Regions from separate parts of the Mus musculus genome. Here region 2 is linked to region 1. A link is a contact called in public promoter capture Hi-C data. All regions are on one chromosome and are shown on one strand. The core of a region is the stretch at or near the end of the contact, and the rest is flanking DNA. Distances in the headings are between cores, read along the strand shown. Region 1 holds the start of Mocs2 (molybdenum cofactor synthesis 2). Region 2 holds the start of Parp8 (poly (ADP-ribose) polymerase family, member 8).

Region 1 (4,211 bases), core at 607-3,106:
ACAGGTTGGGAGCTACTGGTATAGCACCTTCCGCACAGAGCAGAGCTCTGGGGGAAACCTCTCTCCGCAGGCTGAAGCAGCACCACTCGTGTTCCTGGGACAGTGTCCAGCCATTCTATAGCTCATCCCGACAGGGCTTCAGGGAAAAATAATAAGTTTCATTTCAGATTTTCAGGGGCCAGTGAGAAATTTTCAAATATTATAAAACCCAAGCTCAGAAGCATGTAGGGTCTGTTATACTTCATTTTTCTTTCAATCTCAGAAACTTTTGAGTATTTTAAAAGAGAGAAAAGGACAGAAAGGTTTATAATGTATCTTTTTAACAGCATCTTTCAATTTTTCATCTTAGGCTATAAAAGGCAGAACTTGCATTTTTCTGTCTTAGAAATTAGAAAAATGATTGTAAATTACATAAACATATCTAGGGGGCATCCACTTGACTGCTTTTCTAGTAAATTATCTATGGTGTTCCTTGTGGTACTTGGATGTTTCTAAATACCAGAGTTTTAAATTTTCAAGAATTTTAAAAGAACTAGTACTCTTGTGTGAGAACACACATACGCACACTCACACGTAATTTACACATTTTAGAAACCTTTACATGTTCATCATATGCACTCTATAACGTTAGCTACCCAGGATGGAGACTCTCTAGCTCCTTCCACAGCTCTGACGCTTTGATTTCCTGTGGCACAGAAATGGTCTCCGAGCGAACTCCGGCTATTTCAGCACTTTTTGCAAAATACAACACGTCAATCTGAAAGGAGAGAGGATAGTCTAAATAACCCGCACCAAGAAGGCTCCTCGCTCCCCAAATGCAATGGCTCACAAAACTTCAGTATTGGCCTGGTGGTGGTGACACATGTCTTTAAACCCAGAACTGGGGAGGCAGAAGCAGTCAGATCTATGTGAGTTCAAGACAAGCCTGGTCTACCAGAGTGTAGTTCTGGAGAGCCAGGACTACACAGAGAAACCCTGTCTCGAAAAACATAAACAAACAAACAAAACACTTCCATATATCTATAGATTCATATTTGAGACAAACGCTTTAAAATCACTTCTGATTTCTGCCTACTGTTCAGACCTCTCACAATCTCAAGCTTGTGTGGCAGCATTAAAATCCTACTAAATTTCCTTAGAAAACATGCTAAGTCTGACTTGACACGGAATCGATTCTTCCATCAGCCGCGAAGCAGAGACAGAGGTCTGAGTCAGGGGGTGGATTACACAAGTAAATTAAATAACCCAGTCAGCAAAGGCCTAGCTTTCATTTCACAGTGGTCAAATGACCTTTGATTCCGTCCTACATTACGATTGAGTTACAAAACACAGAACATTTGACATGCAGCAAAGCAAATGGGCTTGAATTACAGGATCAACTGGTAGTTTCTAGGCCAAACCCGTGTAATCAGCCTGGGAACTAAGGGACCTGACTGTGCACAAGGTCTCACCTGTCACTCAGTACAACTCGGTCTCTCCACAATAATCACGGCTGCTGCAAACTATCCTGAGCCTGTCAATCATTGGGTGATGCGCATTTCCTCACAATAATTCCTAACTAGGAGCGTTTTAATTTTAAAAAGTGTCAAAATAAATCATCCGGAATGGTAGGGAAAAAAACCGTCTAGGTAATCGGTCGTGAAGGCCATGACCTGGACACCAGAGTTCGGGGACAGAACTTGACATTCAGCGAGCAGCAGGCGCAAGACCCGGAACCCGGGAGGAGTTAGAGAGGAAGGGGCGCCCCAGCCGCGCGAACCAACTCTTACCTGGCACCTAGGAACCATCCCGCTACACACCGCGAAGCCAGTTCTCCAACCCCTAGAGGCGCCGGTGACTCAGAGCGCATGCGCAGCCGGATGCTCCACCTTCTGGGTGGTGCTCAACCCCGGGCGTGTGGACACTGCGCCTGCGTACACTTCGCTCCGCCCCGCCACGCCTCCTGCACCCACAAAAGTTTACTCTGCTTTTGGATCCCAGTGCTGCGACCTCTTGTGTGACCCGGCAGGGTGGCCTTCCCCAGGCTAACCTATGCGGCCCCTCCATCCAGTGTGGGATCCGGGTTCTTATTCGCAGCGTGGAGACGGTATCTGACTGTCACTTCAGTGTTTTAGGCGCTCAGGAGTTTCTGAGCCAGCGACCCCATCCAGACTTCCTAGGTACACATCTCTGCCTTAGTTGTCGCGTGGGTACGTGGATTTAAGTGGCCCTCGCTGGGCGCTCAGTCCGGGTTAACCGTAACTGTGTTCCAACTGTAATCTTAGTAAAAACCTTACCTTTCAGTTGAGAGTGGCGGGGGGCGTGGCTGGGTCACCTGCTGTAGGAAGTCTCACCGAGGAGATTCTTGTGCCAAATACATTTGCCAAAATAGTAACAAATACGGAAGGAAAGGACATTTCACGTTCTGTGTCAAGCTATGGGAACGTAAAAATTGGGTAATAAATTTCCAGAAGGAAAATAGTTGGCAAGATGGGTGTACTCAGTTCAAGGAAGAAATAGAAATGCAGAAGGGGAAGGGTGGGCAGAGGGGAGTAATAAGCCCGATTATGATTTGCATCAACATTTATTTTGATAAGGTTGCTAAACATTAAGGTTAAATATTTATGTCCACATGCTGTTAGGTAAACGAGGAAACTGACAGTCACTCTGGGCTCCTGGGTCGTTTCCAGTGACAGCAATGAGCAATATCTTCAATAGGCTAAGAAACAATGCATAGTTCAATGTGGTTTTGCAAACAAACTGGTGCATATAAAGGCTAGAGCCTATCATTCCTGCTTGGGGGCGGAGAGGGCAGGTGGGACCTCAAAAATTGCCTAAGAGCTCTTCCTAAAAACTTCCTTTGGTGGACTCAGAGATGAGACAGGGTTAAGCCTGTGCTAGGCTGCTCTGCCAGAGGACGCAGGTTCAATTCCCAGCATCCACATAGGCGGTGCTCAGACACTCATACAGGCAAAACACCCACACACATAAGAAATAAAATCTTAACAAGGACAAAGACAAAGCTCAATAATGTTTTACTCTATTCAAATATTAAAAATCCAATTATGAGACCATGACATCAGGATAATGCCATTCATTTTGAAAATATCCTCTTTATTCTACAAGATTCTTAGGGCTGAGATGTTGCTTAGTGTAAAGTCACAATCCACAGCACTGAACAGTAAAAATTTTTAAAATTCTTTTACAAGTTAAAAGAAATAATGTTTTCAAATGGCACACATTTTCCTGCGGTTTTTCTGTTGATGGATTTAACTTAATAGCTTAGTTAAAAAGAAAAAAAATTCTTTGTCAGCCTATTCCAAATCTTGTTGGGGAAACACGCTGTCTCCTTTCTGAGTTATTAGTGGAGTGAGTCTTTTCAAGGTTTTTGGCCTCTAGTACTTCCAGTTTCTATTCATTTTTTTCTTCATTACTCAAATAATAAAAAAAAAAAATACAGCCCTATCTTAAGTTCTGATTGCAAACCAGACTAATACCAGGATATTTTCATGTTATGCTGAAGACTTTAATGTTATTTTAGTTACAAACTCATTAATTACATAAGTGGGTAATTAGAATGGAACATAATAAATTACTAGGAATAGCCTAACCTCTTTAGTAGCAAGGTTATTGTTTTGCTTAAGTTACAATTTATTATAAAAAAAATCTAGTCACTATTTTCTCAGTCTGTACTAAATGAGATGCCATTTAGTTAAAAATACAGACATAAATTTAGATAAAGACATTTCCGCCTTATTTCTAGATTTAAAAAAAGAATCTAAACTCTGATATTAGAAATGTAGAACATTTTGGCTCCTCACAAAAGGATCTATTTATTTGAGGAAGATATCTCAGGAATGACTGTATTTCCAAAAATGTTCATTCCCTTTTCCAAAATGTTTTCCAAGAAATGTCTGTCAGGGTCTATGTTCATTAGATTTGCTAAACAAATTTTGAATGCACAGGTAACATCATTTCCTGTCTGATTAATATTGTGTAAATACTTCCCACCATTACTACTGCACATTACTGCTGTGCAGGTTAGTTTAAATGTCCACCGGTCACACCCTTGAATAAACTGGAAAAGGAGCTCCAATCTAAAAATAATATAGATCAGGCTCTGTGGACATGTCTGTGGGAAAGCCTTGATTGGTAATTGGCCATCCTTGGCATGGTGACGTCCCCTGGTCTGGGCCTTGAATTTTATAAGTCTGGAGAAAGCCAGAAGCAAG
Region 2 (4,351 bases), core at 1,829-4,328, 2.2 Mb before region 1:
CACAGGAAAGCCTGATGTGGCATGAGTAGTATGTAAGGTGCTATAAAATTATTTCAGATTCTCATACAGGAGAAGTGAAACCTTTGGGCAGACAACTATATGATCAAGTCCCGTGAGTTAAGAGATGTTAAGCCTCCAATAGTTCCGTGCTCCTTACAGAAGAAGGAAGTAGTCAATAATCCAGGAGTGAGAGATAAAGAGGAAATGAAAGTGCTTTTGTTGTCTGAGGTGTCTATAGAAAAGCAGCCAGGGGGATTTGAACTTCTACCTCTCTATCTACATTGTTCCTTGCAGCCTTTCTCTATAAGGTACGTCAGTTTCAGACAGCTTCTTTATTAGCCAAGTTCCTACGAGGAATTGAAATGGCTCAGACGTCCTCATCAAGACCCATCCCGAGGAAAAGAAGTGGTCATTGTGGCTGTGGTTACAGCAGATCTAAGGAATGTGGAGCTGTGTTCTTTAGCTTCAGTGGGGATGGCTGTCCAAGATGGAATGGTTCTTGTCTGCCAGGAGAAGTAGTTGGGATGAAACTTATTTTCTGTGAGGCAGAGTTCCATCTGTCAGGGAGGACCATATCAGTCTTACTAAGTCTCCTGTCAACACTCACAGGCTCAGAACGGGACCCAGGAAGACTCTGAGCCATTTCAATTCCTCGTAGGAACTCGGCTAATAAAGAAGCTGTCTGAAACTGGCGTGCCTTATAGAGAAAGGCTGCAAGGAACAATGTAGATGGAGAGGTAGAAGAACCTACCTCTCTAATAGGCATCACTTACAGGAGTTAAGCATTGTTGCAACACTGTTCAATACATGTTATGGGCAAGGGGCTTTGTTGCCATCCCTTTTAACGATACCTAGAGAACTAGGATAGGTTGATACCTTAACTCTTAAGCTTGCAATACCTTGCCTTGCTGTCTGGCTGCCTTAAGCAAAGGATTATCAGCCGAGCAGCCAGCCCAAATACTCGCATCCTAGCCATGTGCCATTCCGAATACTCCTGGAGGCTTTAGGAAGCTTTACTGCAAAGCACCACTGCTCCTTGCCTCTGGGATGGAAGAAGCAACCCAGCTACCAAAGTGAAGCGTAACTCTTAACTCCTAACCTCACGGCCTCGGACTCAAGTGTTTCAAATAGCACTGGATCTCTTGCTGCCTCACGCCTTGGTAAACTCTAGATAACCTTGAAGCCTTCTCCACCCACTATCAGCTGGAGACTAGTTTCCCTAGTGATCCTCAGGCCTGCGATTGGTGCCCACATGGTCCCGTATGAGGGAGGAACTGCCAGGATTGGTTCATACATGTGCTTTTCTTTCCTGGCTATATAATCAGATTATTTGGCTCACTTTATTACAACGTTAACCCTTAGTGAAGTCTCTTCAAGCAAGGCAGCGAAGGGAAAGCGAAGGCCTTGGGTGCTCTGTGGATGAGATCCCCAGAGCTCTCAAGCTTCAAGGGATATGGATCTGAGCAGCTACAGGCCTCAGACCAGTCTCACAGTGACCTGTCTCTGTAGTTAGGTTAAGGATCACTGTGTCCAAGGCCAGGCTCAAAGGAGAGCTTTAACCCTGCAAAGCCCCACCTAACTGCTGTGGGATGTATGCTGTCTTCTGCCGTCACTAAAGGCTGTCGGAAACTGAGGATTACAAGAGGAAAAGCGTGAGAATACAGATGATGTTAAAAGGCTGGATATATACCATAAGCCTCCAGCCTGAGTGTTTCCAGCAGTCAGTCTCTGCCTTGAAAAGGGTTTGAAATTCTAATACTCTTCTGGGCGTGTCTGTTCAGCCCCTAGGCTCCAGGGTACTGACTCAGGCTTGCCAGCACAGGAAAAGCTTCCCCTACTCACTATTCCTATCGGGAAGATTAAAAGGTTCCGGACAACATGATTGATAACACCTCCTATATTCCAGACACTGCTTGGTCTTAGAATGCAAAACAATATACCTATGGTCTGCCTGGGGGACACTTCTCAGAAACGATGCTAAAGAAAAGAGCTTGGTGGAGCGGGTTCAGGTTCCTTGCGGCAGAAAAGGTGGACCAACCATCATAAGCTTAAAGCAGGGCAATAGAGAGCGGACAGTATGGTTTTCCTTGTTGCGCAAGGTATTAGGGCTGGAGAAACTTTCCCTTGCCTCAGCCCACAGAAGGCTGAGGTTTTGAATAAGACCCAAGCCAGGTATCCCTGACTTAGGGAGTCCCCTCAGGCCAATTTCTTATGAACAGAGCTGGAAAGGAAGAACAAGAGTCTTTGGAGTCTAGAAAGGGCTTCATTTTCAAAAGAGCTTCTCAAACCTGGGACAAACAAACAAACAAACAAACCACCCTGAGAAGCAAAAGCAAAGCAAAACAATAAAAGAACCCCCATCACCTCACCACCAAAAAAGAAGGCAATAAGGAAATGGGAGAGTCCTCCTAGAGTGATCTCCAGCCTTTCTCCCTTTGCCTGATGTGATTACAAGGAAAGACTTGTTCACTTTATTTTTAATTCGTAAAGATTTTTTTTTCTTTTCCCCCTCTTTCTTCCTCCCAGCCACTCCGGCTTGGGTTTCCATATGACTCATAATTCCTTCTGAAAGTGGAGTCGAATTCATAAAAGTGGTGGAAAGAGGAGGGGTGGTGGTGGTGGTGCGGGAGAGGCTGGGAGCTCCAGGGAGTCTTCACTACCTACACTGTCACTCAGCTCCCGGCTCGAGTGGCAGTCGGGGGTGGGGAAATCCAGCCTGCGCGGATGGCGGATACTATTAAAGCCCCAGCGGCGCGCAGCCGGGCCCGGTGACCCGCGGCGGGTGCGGGAGGGTCTGCGGCTGGCGGGCGGCGCTGCAGCAGCCTGGGCACGGCCGCCGCCCGCGGGCGCGAGTGTGCGCGGGTGTGGGAAGGCCGGCGTGCGGGCCGCGAGGGGTGTGCGCGCGTGAGTCGGAGCGGGGCTCGCCCCTCTCCGGCGCCTGCCGCTCCACAGCTGCCGATCGCTCTCCAGCGGTCCCCGGCCCCCTTCGGGCCCCTCGTTTTCCTACGGCCGTCAGTCCGGGCGGGGGTGGGGGGGGAGGGAGAAAGTGAGACTCCGTGTCATCACCATCCATTGTCAGAACAGGAGGAAATTGGAATCCAGCAGCGGCGAGCAGCAGCTGGGCGGTCACATCTGGGAATGCAAAGCCGACCTCCTCCTCCTCCTCCTCCTCCACCTCCTCCTCCTCTCTCACCCGGGATCACTTCCGAAACCACTTCGCCTTCAGCCCCTGCCTCGGCCAGAGGTTTCATTTTTAACTGAATATTTACGAAAGCTGGAAGCGTGCGAGGGGGGTGGGGTGGAGTGGAAATAGCGGCTGCTTCTTTTCCAGGGATTTATTTAATGGGGATGTGTTCAAGGCAAGAGAGAATTCAGAAGGATATCGACGTCGTGATCCAGAAGTCAAGAGCCGAGAAAGACTGCCTGTTTGCAGGTGAGTTCTTGCCTCTCGGATCCTGGGACCAGGAGTCAGCCTCCCCTCTGTCTACCCCCATTGCCCAGATTTCTGACCGCGACGCGTGTAGCTTGGGAGTGTGGGGCGGCAAGTCCCCATTCCGGGTGCATTTGGAAATAGCTGCAGCGGCGTGAGCTGAAACCCAAAGAGGAGGGGGGCACGAGCCACCCCCCTCCCCCCCAAAAAACCCCACCAGGCCAGGGCAGTCTCCGGCTCCTGGGGCAGGACCCGCGCGATCAGAGTGCAGGGGCCGGGCGCTGGGTTCCAGCCATTGGCGGTGCCCAGAGCATCCGAGCTTTGCCTCCCGGCTTCGGCAGCCGTGGCCGAGCGGGGCGGGCTAGAGCCCGGCGGCTTTGCGCCATCGGCCGAGCGGCGGCGGCCGGGAAGGGACCGGCTGCGCTGCGCTGCGCTGCGCTGCTCCCGCCAGGCGCCGAGGCCCCGGGAGAAGGCAGCGCTGGGCCGAGCTCCCGCCCCCTCCGCTGCACCCGCTCCTCGGCGAGCGCGCAGGACACCGCCCCGGGGAAGGGATGGATGGATTCCCGGGGTTCCCGAGCTACGCAGGCCCAACCTGGGGGTCGCTTTGCGTCCATCTTTGCTCCCCGTCCTCCCACCCCCCCATCCAAGGCCGAGGGCAGTTCGGGCTTCGCAGCCCGAAGCCTGCCAGGGGCTGCTTCCGGCTGCTTGGCTGGGAATTTCCCGCTGTTGCCATGGCACCCGGCACTTGTTGCGGGGGGCGGCCTCCCGCTGCACCCCACGGGGTGCTCCGCATCCCCTCCTGCACCACCCTGCTGGCGGCCCCTAGCTCTCCAGCCTTTGCTTCCCTCCCCATCGGGCCTCCTAGGCTCACACAAAAGTGTAGGTTCAAGACAGAATTGGGGTTAAAAACAACACATGGGG

What was found. Promoter capture Hi-C pulls out the DNA fragments that hold promoters and counts their contacts.
Region 2: a promoter capture Hi-C map of pre-B cells shows a contact between it and region 1, with 8 times the contacts expected there. The contact joins the promoter of Parp8 here to the promoter of Mocs2 in region 1. A contact is called at or near these places in 5 of 39 promoter capture datasets (the C10 cell line, cranial neural crest, hippocampal neurons and 2 more) and 2 of 115 datasets of contacts at active chromatin or transcription factors (astrocytes and pro-B cells).

The regions. Positions count from the first base shown.
Region 1 is chr13:114,815,882-114,820,092 of GRCm38.p6, reverse strand. Mocs2 (molybdenum cofactor synthesis 2) reads right to left here and starts at 1,856. Exons shown (of 6, transcript NM_001113374.1): 1 at 1,770-1,856. Gm34790 (a long non-coding RNA gene) reads left to right here and starts at 1,869. Exons shown (of 3, transcript XR_382937.4): 1 at 1,869-2,159.
Region 2 is chr13:117,024,258-117,028,608 of GRCm38.p6, reverse strand. Parp8 (poly (ADP-ribose) polymerase family, member 8) reads left to right here and starts at 3,078. Exons shown (of 27, transcript NM_001081009.2): 1 at 3,078-3,244; 2 at 3,332-3,433. The coding sequence starts at 3,343.